Linked DNA regions of Gossypium hirsutum: region 1 is linked to region 2. Evidence: chromatin contacts called from public Hi-C data. All regions are on one chromosome and are shown on one strand. Each heading gives the region's core, a stretch centred on a gene start, on an enhancer-like site or on the middle of the called end of the contact. The rest is flanking DNA. Distances are from core to core; before and after follow the strand shown.

Region 1 (2,700 bases), core at 143-2,642, 190 kb before region 2:
TACCACCATTTAACCTTTGAATGATAATTGAATGAGTTCTTCTACTAGGAGAGAGATCTCATCCCTCCCACTCGATTGTCCCCATCACTTTCCTCTATCCCAAGCCGCAACAATTACTGCTTTCTCTAGGACTGTAAGCAAAGCACTCTTGGCGACTCTTAAATGATGCTATTATTAGTTAGGATGAAATACAAATTATTTTTACGATAGTTAGTAGATAGTTGGGTGATAAAAAAAAAGAGAAAATTGACTAATTGGGTGACAAAAAAAAGAAATTTACTAATAATTGAGTGACCATTTTGTAACTTTTTATAATTGGGTAGCCAAAAAAGAAAATATAAACCATAATTGGGTGACCTCTATTGTAGTTTACCCATTTTTATTTAGAAATTAATTTCCTTTTTCCAACTCAAATTAAAAAAAAATCCTAAATACGAGCAGCTCTTAATTGACTGAAAAGTTTCTTTTTAATGAAATTATACATTAGGTATCTAATTCAATAACAATAAAAAATCAAACTCAAAGTACCTTACTCAAACAAAGAAAGGGTATCATTTAATGGCTTATTATTCAATTAAGCTTATATTTTAAATAAGTTTATTATTATTTTTTGTTCTAACTCTATTTTTTAAATTTAATATTTTAATTTGAACTCTTGACTCTGCATTTTCTTTAAATATCAAAATTTATTAGACAATATTTTACAAATAAACTAAAAACAAATTAAAATTTCAACATTAGAATCCATTTAATTTTTAACTTTTTAAGTATAGGGATTAAAGCTTAAATTCTATAAAAATTATAAGGAGTAATCTTATAATTTTATAGAAATAAGTCCCTTTGAAGCCTAACTTAACTTGATTCATGGTAAATTACTAGTTTTTTCCTGATCTAGTCTAGTTGCTTAAGACTTAAAGACGGCCAGATGAAGGCAATGATTCAATTTCCGCGTTATTCCCACTAATTATTTCTGTTATTATATCCTTAATTAACTTTCAAACACAAAAATAAATAAGGTAATCAATCCTTCGAAATTAAACAAAACGGTTTATAAATAAAACCAAAATTGGTATTTTTAAAATCAAAGTTATAATGAAATTTCTTCCATAAAGAAACTATTGTTGACATTTCTGTTTCCTGTTGAATAAATAGAAGACGGAAAAACGCGTGAATCTTTTAATAAATTGAAAGTACAAACCAAAATTACTTAAACCATTCCAAAACCCTGAAAGTCGTGGTTGAATCGTTTACTTTCCGCGGCAGTTTATAGAAAGGGCGACGATATTACCTGCGAAACAACGGTTTTTTAAAATAAATAATTGAAATTGGACACGGTGTCGTTTTTGGGAGATTGATTGACTTTTAAAGGGGAAAAGCGGACTTCAAATTCTCCCAAGTCAAATACAGTACAATCCAAGCTCTAAAATCCGACCCCCTCTCTCCCTCTCTCTCTCTCTCTCTCTCTCTCATTTCCTTGTCACGACTTTCTCGATTCGAGTAGCAGTGGAAGTTCCTTCCTCTGCGAAACGTAAAGAAACGGTGTCCTATATGCCCTCGTGTTTGTTTTGAGATAAGATGGCAATAGAAACCGACCAAAAGTCATCGTACGACGGCAAAGTTTGGGGGTTCTTTAAGCTGCCGTTTAGACAAACCGGGAACACCAGCAGTACGACGTCTTCTTCCTCCGCTCAAACTCAGCCTCACCTCGAAGGATCCGACCATCATGCCTCGGCTAACTCCGTTTCCTCTGTCGCCAAGTCGCTTTTGCCGACTCGTCGCCGGCTCAAACTTGATCCGGCTAATAAGCTCTATTTTCCATGTAAGTACTATTCTTCTTTGCTTTTTTATCTGATTCTAAATTTCCCGTTTGTTTGATTCAATATTATGCAAAACTTTTGATGCTTATTTCTTGAAATTAACAGTAAGTTGAAAAAAATATTTTATAGTAGAGATTGTTCAGAATCAAGATTGTTGATTAAAGTAGCTGATATAATCGGACTAAAATTTGTTGTTACTCTTTATTTGAAATACTTTTGACTTAAATCAGGAAAATTTCAATTCGATTTATTTCGGAAGAAATTGTATAAAATTTTTCCAAGTAAATGGAAATAATCTTTTCTCTTATTCTTGATTGTATATTACGTTTTCTTTTTCGAAGATGAACCTGGCAAACAAGTGAGGAGCGCGGTCAGGATAAAAAACACGAGCAAGTCATATACAGCTTTCAAGGTAAAAACCTTAAACCTTTGAAAATTTTCAATTTTGCTTTGTTGTATTAGTCTTTGTTATTTGTCTATGTTTTCTGTATACATTAGAAACGGAAGTGGAATGATGTTGTGCTTTATGACAGTTGCTTTGATTTGTAATGAACCTTTTGTTTCTGTTGGTTTAGTTTCAAACTACAGCGCCCAAGAGTTGTTTCATGCGCCCACCAGGTGCTATTCTTGCACCTGGGGAGAGCATCATTGCGACCGGTAATTGCTTCCTTCTGTACACACACCCGTTAATTCTAGTTTGATTATACATTGACAATTTGGAATTAATATATATTTAATGTTTGTCTTATCTTCTGAAAGATTCTTATGAATTTCACTTCCTCGTTTGAATGGATTTACTAGTCTTTAAGTTTGTTGAGCAACCTGAGAACAATGAAAAGCCAATGGATCAAAAGAGCAAGGTTAAGTTTAAAATCATGAGTCT
Region 2 (2,982 bases), core at 148-2,647:
ATAAAATAAAATAAATAAAAATTATGTTTGGAATTTTAGGTTTTTTTAGAAAATTTTAGAATTGTTTAGAATTGTTAAAGAATTTTATGGTAATTTTCAGTAAAAAAAAAATCAAAATTTTAAACAAATGAAAAAAGTCCCTAAAATTTTCAATAAATAAGATTCTTCAAAATTTTCATGCAATTATAATATTTTTATTAAAAAGAGAATCCAAAATTCTAAACAGACCCACTTTTAAATTTTATGAGAATTGATTTTTTGAAGTTTTGCATATTTTTAATTTTAAAAATAGTTTTACAATTTTTTAAAAATAGATTTTCTAAGTTTTTAGATTTTTTGGGTTCAGATTTTTTTTATGATTTTTGATAAATTTTTAAATTTTTTAAATTTTTTTAAATTTTAATTTTTTTTTATTTTTTTGACACGTGATAGTTTATTATTGGTTGACTTAATCTTTTTCTTAATCGAAATCTAAGTTGAGGCAACAAGATATACATAATAAAAGAACAAGAGCCAAAATTGATAAAAAAATAATATAAGTGTCAGAGTGATTTTTTTTATTCAAATTAAATGTTTGATTAGTTAAAAGAAATTGGGTTATTTTTTCAAGTTGATTTTTTTTTTTTTTTTAGAATTATGGTGTCTATTTTAGTAGCAACGATTATTCTCTCCGCTACAGTTACTTTTTAAATAAGTAAACATCTAATTTAAATATGTTTTATTTTTATGCCTAAAAATCAAATTTTTAACTACATAATTGAAGGATGGAAAAAACATTAACCGCAACTTATAATTTAGGTGAGATCATTCTTACAGTACTCCTGCCACTCTTCTTTACTGTTATGACTTTTTTGCCAATGTGCATATTTTTTTTCTTTTGCGACCAAACAAATTGGATTTCTAGTTGTGGATGTGATTTTTCACTATCCAGATATTTTATGCACTTAAGGCTAAAGCTGTGGAAATATCCACGCTGATATTTTGGGGTCAAAAATGTATTCATGATAATGAGACTGACCACTGACCAATCATCTTTATTGAGAGGATGATGATGCTTTTCTACATCTTGATCCCCATTACCAACTAATATTTTCATGAATTGATATATAACTTTACATAGAAATAATTGGATAGATATTTTCAAATGTTGGGTAATATTAATGCATATTTTATTCTTTTAGGGGAGACATTAGAAGAAACAATATAAATCTCGAATACAAATTGTAAAATAATATTTAAAAAATTGAAAGCTTGAAATATATAATTTTTTTATATTAAAATATGAATTGCATGTTGTGAATATAGGAATACAAGAGAGGAAAATAAGATGGGTAAGAGAAAAGAAAGATGGGCCAAACAACATCTAAAAACAAAATGATAGCATCAGAATGTGATACCCCAAATTTCTTTTATATCACCAAAGACAATGGGAGATAGAAAGGGACAAAGTAACCAAATATTGTATTCCACTTATCCACTCCTTTTCAATCTTATCTAAGAAATATAAAAAAAGAAAAACATGTCTATTTAGATTTGAACCATGGTAATTGTATATTTCTATATGAGAGGTGTTTATGTTTGAGGTGAAGCTAGTTCAGGTCAATATCAATGTATAGTAATAATATTACATATATATTTTTTAAATTACAACTATATACATAGTTGTTATCCTAATTAATTATTAGATTTTATCACACCCATAATAGAGGTGAATGAAAATATTTTACATTAAAACAGTACATTTATAAAAATATATGATTAAATGACTATTAGTAAAATGGCAAGAGTTTTTTATATAAATTTATTAGTGTTTGATTCTTAAATAATGTTTTCCATTTTTTTTTGAAAATTATATAAAAATATGAAAATGCTGAAACTAACCTTATAATAATATTTATTAACCTTTAAAGTAAGGATATTTTAGTAACTTCATAGTTTAGTTAGGGTTTACCCTCAATTATATTATTTTTAAAATTTTTTTAATAAAAAATTATGTTAATTTTTATTTAATATTTAATATTTAATAAATTTATATAAATTTTATTTTATTAAATTTTTAAATACTAATAATTTAACTTTATTTAATATTTACATTATAGTATTATTTATCTAGCTTTCGTATAATGTAAATTACATAACATATTGTTAAACTAAGCCTTATTGGATAATATGTTTTGATATAACAAATTAAAGTGTTTTTGAATAAAAGTAAAGTTGAGCAATTTCATAAAATCAAGTTAAAATGGTTTCAATTGAGTCAAACATTTTCAAATATGTTTTAATCATTTTCAAACAAGTTAGAATTGCTCCAGGATAAAAAGTATCAATGCTTTTTGTCTAAGTATCGATATTCTACAAGATATCGATACCCCTCTGTTAATTAATACCAAATTGACATTCTGGAATTTGTAACCTCTGCTAAGTATTGATAAATCTCTCAGGTATCGATATTCCTGCTCCAACGGTCATTAAAATTTGCATCAATTACAAAAAATATTGATACTGTTTTAGTAGGTATCGATACTCGTAGCTACATGTGAAGTTTATGACCTGGTATTTCATCCCTAATAGCTATATTCACTTTTACAACAACCACAACAGTTGGAAATCAATTAGAGGGTATAAATACTATCTTCCAAAGATTTAGCAACAAGAAGAGCAATATGCAAAGCTTAAAGATAAATCAAAACAACCTAGAGTTTAAATCTTTCATACATTTTCTTGTAAACACTTGTGAGCTTTCATTGTATTCATTTAGCTCAAGTGTTCTTCTTTGTATTTGTGCTTAATTGGCAAACATTCTGATCTTGTAAGGATTATTTTTTTGTTTGCTTATTTATTTCTCTTTGAGAGAGGGTTGATTCTTAAGGTTTGAGTAGAAACCTTAAGGGAGTTATATATTAAGATTTTGGGGTATAAATCTTAAAGGAGACTGTAAGGTTAAACCTTGTCCTCAAAGGTTGTCAAATTAGTAAATTTGGG

What was found. Hi-C and Micro-C count contacts between places; a contact is called where the count stands out from the background.
Region 1: a Hi-C map of leaf shows a contact between it and region 2, with 7 times the contacts expected there. The contact joins the promoter of LOC107962154 here to the enhancer-like site in region 2. A contact is called at or near these places in 2 of 34 Hi-C or Micro-C datasets (both in leaf).

The regions. Positions count from the first base shown.
Region 1 is chrA06:92,409,964-92,412,663 of Gossypium_hirsutum_v2.1, reverse strand. LOC107962154 (vesicle-associated protein 4-2) reads left to right here and starts at 1,392. Exons shown (of 7, transcript XM_016898415.2): 1 at 1,392-1,819; 2 at 2,159-2,229; 3 at 2,393-2,474; 4 at 2,619-2,700. The coding sequence starts at 1,576.
Region 2 is chrA06:92,216,821-92,219,802 of Gossypium_hirsutum_v2.1, reverse strand. No RefSeq gene overlaps it. Among protein-coding and RNA genes, the nearest start is that of LOC121231746, 80 kb to the left of the region's middle. Within about 2 kb of position 1,397, at least 1 of the 9 cell types and tissues checked has an H3K27ac peak or open chromatin away from gene starts, as enhancers often do. A contact at or near this core is called in leaf, where this site is marked.